2 separate regions of the Zea mays genome follow, and region 1 is linked to region 2. Evidence: chromatin contacts called from public Hi-C data. All regions are on one chromosome and are shown on one strand. The core of a region is the stretch at or near the end of the contact, and the rest is flanking DNA. Distances in the headings are between cores, read along the strand shown. Region 1 holds the start of LOC100191299 (Peroxisome biogenesis protein 7). Region 2 holds the start of LOC103626998 (ubiquitin carboxyl-terminal hydrolase 15).

Region 1 (3,984 bases), core at 1,247-3,746, 190 kb after region 2:
AAGTCTTCATCAGTCCATGATATCATCTTTCCCCCAAAGCACTTCTCCCGTTTCTCTTTCTCATGCATTTGAAAGTTTAATAGCCCTTTTTCTAATGTATTAAACATGTCGTGGCCTGAAATTCATGGCAACTTCAGCTATCTATGTTTGGCTTAAACCAGTAAAAGCTCAAACTTGTAACGAGTTGGTACCACAGAGAATGCTTCCTAGACTCCATGAATGTTCACCCACAATGATAACAGCAGCACAGTAATTAGTTACGCTAACACAATTGTTTGGTCAAATAACTAAGCAATAGTGGGTTGCGTGCGGCTGCTCCAGTGGCAAAATAAATGATATATTTCTAACGTGCCTATATATATTATGCTACACCATGGCACCAAGATTGTTTTCAGAGAACAGATGGCACATCAGGTAAATCTCTGATGTCATAGCGCCATAGAACTAATGCTTAGTGGACGGAAAAGGAAGACGACCTATAAAACAGTATTCTCTCTGCTCTAAATTATAAGATATTTTGGTTTTTCTAGATACATGGCTTTTGATGTGCACTTAGATAAAAAGGCAACATGTTATAAATTGCCATGGATGGAGTACACGAAACCACTGGGCACAAAACCAAGATCAACATAGTAGACAGGTAAGATAACTTCATTCATCTATAGTCCCCATTATAGAATGTCCAACTACACCAAAACACAACGGACCTCAATTCGTGCCAACAGTTTCAATTGTGAACCAATCCAAATCACTGGAACTGATAATAGTTCAAGGAAAAACTGATGTGGATGAACAGATGTGATGACCAACAGTGAAGAGAAATGCAATCTTTTTGCTTTTCTATTGTTTTGTAACAAAATCTTAACTGGTGGTATCCTTTAAAAGAGGTGTATGGCTAGCCTATGGTCATTGGAACTCATTCCACCAGCTTTTTCAAGATAAGCTAGAAAGTAGAAACCCACTTGTTTAATGTTTATTGGTAGGTTCTCTGCATTTTTAAATTGGAACTCATTATTATGAAAAAAAGGGGACAGACCTAGTGCCGAAGACAGCCACATGAGTAGGTTCTAGAGAAGGGATAAACCAAGGTAAGCCTTCCTCTCGCAAATATGGAGAAGCAGCTTTGAACATATGACCTGGTGACACAAACACAAGTAAGATAGCTCTCACCACCGCACTAGATTTTCCCTTCTAGAAAGGCAAGTTATGTTATTGGACTATCAAGATATCGTGGCCTATGGTTATCAGCAGGTGTTATGAGCATGCGAACCATTTCCTTCTTACTAGTATAAGAGAGGCTAGAGCTCAATGAGATAGTAACTGAACAATTTTTTGACATTATTCCAACTTCTTCAACTCATTTGAAGAGATAGTAACTGAACATGTAGGAGCATGTAATTAGTATTACCACCGCCCAATGCAAAGCTGAAAACCAATAGTACAAATCACCTGGTCTATTGCATCTGCGTGCTACATGGCTCTTGGATCCGTCCCAAATGGCCAGATGTAGACCATCTCGTCCCATCCGGTGCTAGCGAGCAAGCCGTCGACGAGGACGCTCATGTCGATGCCGGCAACGAACTCCGTGTGGTGATTGTACCTGGCGAGCAGAGCATCCTCGGCGCGGTAGTCCCACATGCAGACAGTCATGTCGTAGGAGCATGACATGAGCATGCCCTGGCGGTGCGGCGAGAAACGGACCCGCTTAACGGCGTAGCTGTGTCCGGCGAGCTGCGCGATGGGCGCCCGCGGCGCGCGCACGTCCCAGACGCGGATGGACTTGTCGACGGAGGCGGTGGCGAGGATGGAGGGGTCGTACTTGTCCCAGTCGAGCGAGAGCACCTCGTGGTCGTGCGCGGGCAGGATGAGCGTGGGCGCGGGATCCCGGACGTCCCAGACGCGCGCGGTTCGGTCCCCGGAGGCCGACGCGAAGACGTCCGGGTGGCGCGCGGACCAGGCGGCGGCGTACACGCAGTACTCGTGGCCCCGGAAGGTGCGGACGGAGGCTGGGCGGTCGGGGGACCAGAGCTTGAGCGTGTCGTCCCAGGAGGCGGAGATGAAGGCGTCCCGGCGGACGGGGTTCCAGTCGAGGCCGTGCACCTCCCGTGCGTGCTCCCGGAGGAGCCGCACGGGGTTCTGCGCCGGCGGGAGAGCGGCGTCGAAAAGGCGCACGGAGCCGTCCCCGGAGGCGGCGGCGCAGAGGGAGTCGTGGGACTCGGACCACGCGCAGTCGAAGAGCGCATCGGAGGTCGGGAAGGAGAAGACCGGCGCCGGGGCGGCCCCAGGCCCGCCGCCGGCTAGGTCGAGGACGATGAGGTGACCGTTACCCACGAGACCGAAGTGCTGGGACGTGGCGGCGAGGAGGCGGTTCTCGTGGAAGGGGCTGAAGCGCACGGCGAAGCCCGGCGCCGGGGCCTTGAACGCCGGCATGGCGGCGGTGGGTGGATCGGCCGGCGGATCGGGAAGGGGACTCGCGTAAGACTTGGATTTTAATTTTATTTTTCCTTTTTAATTTTCTTTTTCGATTGATGATGCCTCTGTGGTGCGTTCAGTCCTGGTCCGTGGCAGGCTGACACAGTAAAAACAAATGATGTCATCAACAGTGAAATCTTGCTGCTGCCCAGTAAAAACACCACTTAACTCATGGGTGTTATTCCTCTTGTCACTCTCCTAAACTTCAGTTTAAAAAAATATATTTGGAAGACTTTATTTAGGGGATGTTTGAATGCACTAGAGCTAATAGTCAGTGACTAAAATTTATTTAGACATCCAAACACCCTATCTAATAGTTTTTAGGTATTTATGGTAAATTATTTAATAGTTAGGTAGTTATTTGTTAGCTAGCTAATTCCACTAACAATTTTTAGCTAACTAACTATTAGTTCTAGTGCATTCAAACACTTCCTTAGTCACACCGCTTAATAGTTTAGGAATTAAAAGTGACTAACTAAAGTTTAGGAGATGTGAACGAAACACCCCTTTAGAGTTGTTGTTAGACCGGTTCTAACGATAGTAATACTATTTGTCGGAGAGAAAACTCCAGCTGGGTGGTGGAGTGTACCCACCTAATCCTATGAATAGGGGGACATCCTATGGTTTGCCTACTGAGCCGGATGAACACAAGAACACATAAGGGTTTAGATTGGTTCGGTCGTCATAGTGTAATACCCTACTCTACTTGTTAGTTGTATTGCTCAGAGTTTGAGAAAGCCTAAAATTGGTTGGAGATGCCTTCGAGGGGATTCAAAAGTGTGTCCCCTTTCTCTCTCTCTGTGTGTGTGTTCTTATGAGCCGTCCCGACCTGAACAACTTCAGGTCGTTTTGATTTCTACCAAGTGTCCCTCCCTTTTATACCCTAAGGGAGGGCCTACATGGCGCCTGAGCCACGACAAGTTGGCCCAGGGATACAAAAAGATCACAGGGTAATACTAGTGGATCGAGGTCTTCTTCGTCCAGTCTTGTTCTCTGCCCGGTCTTGTTGGCGTGTGGGCAAAGGCTACGACGTAGGTTGTAGAGTAGGGAGAATACAGAATGTGTCGTCCCGCCCCTCCGCATGTTCCCTCATGCCTCAGTAACGCACGAGGAACAATGAAGGTCTAGAAGGGCGTCTGTCGGTACCACAGAACTGGGATACCCCTTACTACTGTACCAAAACGCAGTACCCACATGGTTATCTCTAATCATGTGCTAAGGGACTTCACTAATGGGTCTGGACCCACATGGATGGGTCCTGAACCCCCATGTGCGTAGTCCGGACCCCCCTAGAAAGTCCAGGACCTACATGTATACAAACCGAGCCCCCTATGGGGTATGGGTCCCCAACAGGGGCGTCCGGTGCTTGAGGGCAGAAGATGCCCCTAGGCTCTACTTTGGATCCAGGCAGGGGTTCGGTGACACCACGTGTTCACTGGGCGCATAGTGCAAGCCTTCGATGGAAGCAAGACCTCAGCCGCATTAAATGCAAGGCGGGCATGGTGTGCTCTG
Region 2 (3,947 bases), core at 729-3,228:
TCGCAGGTGATGTTGTCACTTTTGTTCTACTACTTAATTGGGTTGGTATTTACTTATACTTAGTAATTGCTAATAAAATTTTGACCAACTTTAAAAGCAATGCTCAGCTCTAACCATCCTCTTTGGTAAGTCTTACACTTCACGTGAGCTCCCACCTTTGGCGAGTTCATGCACATTATTCCCCACAACTTGTTGAGTGATGAACGTATGTGAGCTCACTCTTGCTGTCTCACACCCCCACAGGTCGAGAACAGGTACCACAGGATGAGGCGCTTGGAGGATGCTGTGATGAGTTCGTGAGTGGTCTAGGCCGTCGTCTCCCAGTCAACTTTGGGTTGCTGGACCGTTGTCTCCTTATAATGTAATTATTTATTTATTTTGTATAGAACTCCTATTATATAGTAAAGTTGTGGCATTCGATCCTGTGCCATGATTCATCATATGTGTGAGACTTGGTCTTAGCACACCTGGTGATTATGTTCGCGCCCGGGCTTTGGACCCCTAAAACCCGGGTGTGACAGGAGGGATGTTGGTTTCTTTGTATTGTGGGATAGGGAGAGCAGATTGGATGGTATAAAAATTGTATTGTGAGATATGGTTTATATGGATATGGATAGTATATAAACTTTACGGTAGTTTCAACATTGAAAGTGTCCTAATATGATACTTGATGAGTCATGGCAGAGTTATATTTTATCGAAAAATGTGATTTGAACATTGTATCGTTTTTAGTTATTATCACGATTTATGGCAAAAAAGGACTTGTCATCAATTTGTGAAAAAATACTAGTGCTAGAGGACAAGAACAAGGAGGAAAACACATACTAAACACATTTTAAGCACAACACTAAAAAATAGTGAGGGATTCTAACCACCTCAATTATCTCCATTACCTTTGCTAAACAAACTTTTATCAAATATTGAATACACGTGGGAGAAGATTCAGACGTGGGGGTGGGGGTGGACATGATGGGAATGGGTGTAGCACAAAATTGCTTGTTTGCATATTTTGTTGTGTTGAGGATAAAAAATAAAATAAATGATACGCTGCGCATAGCTCGCCTTCGTATATAATCATCACCGCTACATCCAGGTACGACACAATTATATTTTCTCCAAAGACGCCAATGAGTGAGTGAATCCAAGTTCGGATGCGGTTGCCAAATTACTTTTCCCCCTCCATTTATTTATGCATGATCCATCCATCGTACAGAACTTTTCAGGAAATCATCGTCCACTTTGTAGTATCATGTAGCGTTCGGATTTTTTTTAAAACTATTCTATTGGTTCTAAGTAATAAATGGCTTTTCTACGTATATAATTTATATAGAATCGGAGAGTAATAGTTTACTAAAAAAACATCATATGTGTTATAGTTAGGCAGTATAAAATACTTGTGGCTCATGAGCTCGCTCGAATTATAGTCAATCGAGCTGAGCTGATTCTCTGGCTCGGTTCCTTAACGAGTCGAGCGTAGCCAGCTCGTTACCTTAATAAGTCAGTTCGATGAGGTGAGTCTGAGCTGGTTAGATATACAACCCTAGCTGTCGTGACCGGGTTAGATTGACATGATTTTATGGCTTTGCTCCATAGTACAGTAACATCTCTTTTTAGGATTCGCTAGTCCTAATCATACGTATAATAATAGTAGATGTTCATTAGTTGAGCCAGAATGTCTTGGGAGCCCGGACGATCTTTATTATACAAAAATATTTAACTTGTAAATTATAATTTTCTTCTTTGATATAATAAAATTTTTCTTACGCTTCATGTTCAAATAATGTAGTACTACTACACAATTCTAAACTTTAATTGAGCGACAATCCATTATCCATGGCAGCGTGGCTTCACCTCTCTCTTATTGACTTGTGTAATGCAGTCAGTGCTCAGTTGTTCACATATCCCTTCCCCCTTGACTTGCTTTCTTTGTACTCCAACGTCGGCTCCAGGTCCAGTATCAAATCGGGCAGGTAGAGGTAGAGAAGAAATAAAACAAAAAAGGTTCCTTTTTATCTCCACCGCCGATCGTTCCATCGTACGGCCGAGAAAATTCTCGGCGCTCCCTGGTATGGTACCCCGTTTCCTTTGGAAGCCTAGCAAATTCACCACTCCCCCCGATCGAGACTCTGGAGCGCAGAGACGGCAGAGAGCACAGTAGCCAAGCGAGTGGAGGAGAGTTGGAGACTCATCACTGGAGAGCATCCGAAGCCGCCCAGTGCTCGCACAACCGCTCCCGATTCCCAACCCCTCCGTCCGCCCAAGGGGCGCCGCACCATCTCCAGCCTCCAGGCCTCGATCCCTACCGGACCCCGTGGCCCTGCTGTGTTATCTGGCTGGAGATCCGGCCGGAGTGGCATTCCTGCTCTCGGTAAACCCTAGACGCTGTTTCTCCTGCTCTCCAGCCCATGTTTTCGCTGCCAAAAATCGAGTTTTTAGGCCGGGGGCCAGCCCACTTCTTGCGCAAGTTTGTAGCTGGGAACCAATGGAATCCGGCTGTTCCTTTCTTCTTCTTCTTCTTCTTCTCTATGGATGGTCGTGTCGGTTTGGTCGAGTGGGGAATTTCAGTGGCCGTGTTGGCATGCGGTTCAGTGCTGGGGGATCTGGGAACTTCTATGGTTGTCATTTTGAGATTAGGGCCTTGGCCCTGGGCACTCTCGTCAGAAATATCTCATTTTCAGATTTTGCTCTTGTGAATGTGCTGACGTGCACGTGCTAGATTTATCGTTCCTCTGGGACATTCCGTTTTTTTGGGAATCTGGATGTAGTATGTTGGATAAGGCCATGAGCACATTTCAGGAGCTGTTTCTGTTAGTTGGTCCAACAACATTGCACGGACCACAGAGAAGAATGTCTGTGTTTTTATGGACGCCTTTTCAGGTTTTTTGAGTGCCTGATTCATGTGAGAATATCGGGGCATTACACTTGTGATGTAAACAATCCGTGACTTTTGTTAGGTTTCCAGGTAATCAGCCACTTACAGTATGTAGCAACGGTCTGGAGTTCATAGTTCTGCTACTTTTCCTTTTAGGATCTCGATGTAAGAAATTAAGGGCCTACTTAGACCTAGTTTCATCCTGTGGGCTTGTGAGCTGAAGCCATGGTCAAACGGGTGGGAGCTTCTTGAGATCATCATATAAGGTTAGGCCAACGTCACAGTAGAAACCCTAAATGTTGTGAATCCAGCACAAGCAAGCTCTTATCAATCCTGAAATGTAGCTCCAGTCTGCTTTTCCCAAGAAGCTATTTTGGGTCTGTTGCAAAAATAACAGTTTATTGTAGAAGCTTAAGCTGGGCCTTGTCCCTAAAATCTTTGGAGGCTTCAGCTTTTTCTTGTTCTATTCAGTTTTATGGCAAAAAACAGTTTTTTTTATTTTCTTATATATGCTCTTTCCTGTAGGTCAATAAGTATTCTGGAATGTTTTTCCGAGCTCAAATAGAGAACTTCTGGAGCTGGATATCAGTATTCTGTTAGGGATATGCTCCAACCAAGGGAAGCTGATGTGCCTGCACTCTTTCTTGTCTTCATTGTACTTCCCGTGGTAGCTTATTTTCTTCTTGGGAGATGGCATGACTCTGCAAGTAAGAAGGCAAGGGCAAGTGTGCTTGCACAGCGAGCTGCAGAAGAAGCCTATAGAGAGGAAACGATGGCGTGCCCAGACATTATTCCGCCAGGCCCTTCCTTGAGAACTATGCCCTATTTCAAACCTGCGCCTTCGTTAAGACAGGAATACCATGAGTGTGCAACTTGCCATGCCCCTGCAAAGACTCGTTGCTCCAGATGCAAGTCTGTTAGATACTGGTAAGTTTTTTCTCTTGTCTGTTTCTATGTCTATAATTAGTTTTGAAAGAAACTATGCCTGGTCAGGCTTCATTGAAATTCAAAGATCTGGTCACCTCTCAAACTTTTCCAGTTTATCTAACCTGTTCCACATAACAATAAAAAACCA

The links. Hi-C and Micro-C count contacts between places; a contact is called where the count stands out from the background.
Region 1: a contact with region 2 is called in a Hi-C map of leaf, with 6 times the contacts expected there. The contact joins the promoter of LOC100191299 here to the promoter of LOC103626998 in region 2. A contact is called at or near these places in 6 of 25 Hi-C or Micro-C datasets (bundle sheath, ear, endosperm and 3 more).

What each region holds. Positions count from the first base shown.
Region 1 is chr5:147,651,421-147,655,404 of Zm-B73-REFERENCE-NAM-5.0, forward strand. LOC100191299 (Peroxisome biogenesis protein 7) reads right to left here and starts at 2,497. Exons shown (of 1, transcript NM_001136733.1): 1 at 1,317-2,497. The coding sequence starts at 2,430. The coding sequence ends at 1,471.
Region 2 is chr5:147,461,157-147,465,103 of Zm-B73-REFERENCE-NAM-5.0, forward strand. LOC103626998 (ubiquitin carboxyl-terminal hydrolase 15) reads left to right here and starts at 1,979. Exons shown (of 14, transcript XM_008647353.4): 1 at 1,979-2,368; 2 at 3,398-3,799. The coding sequence starts at 3,477.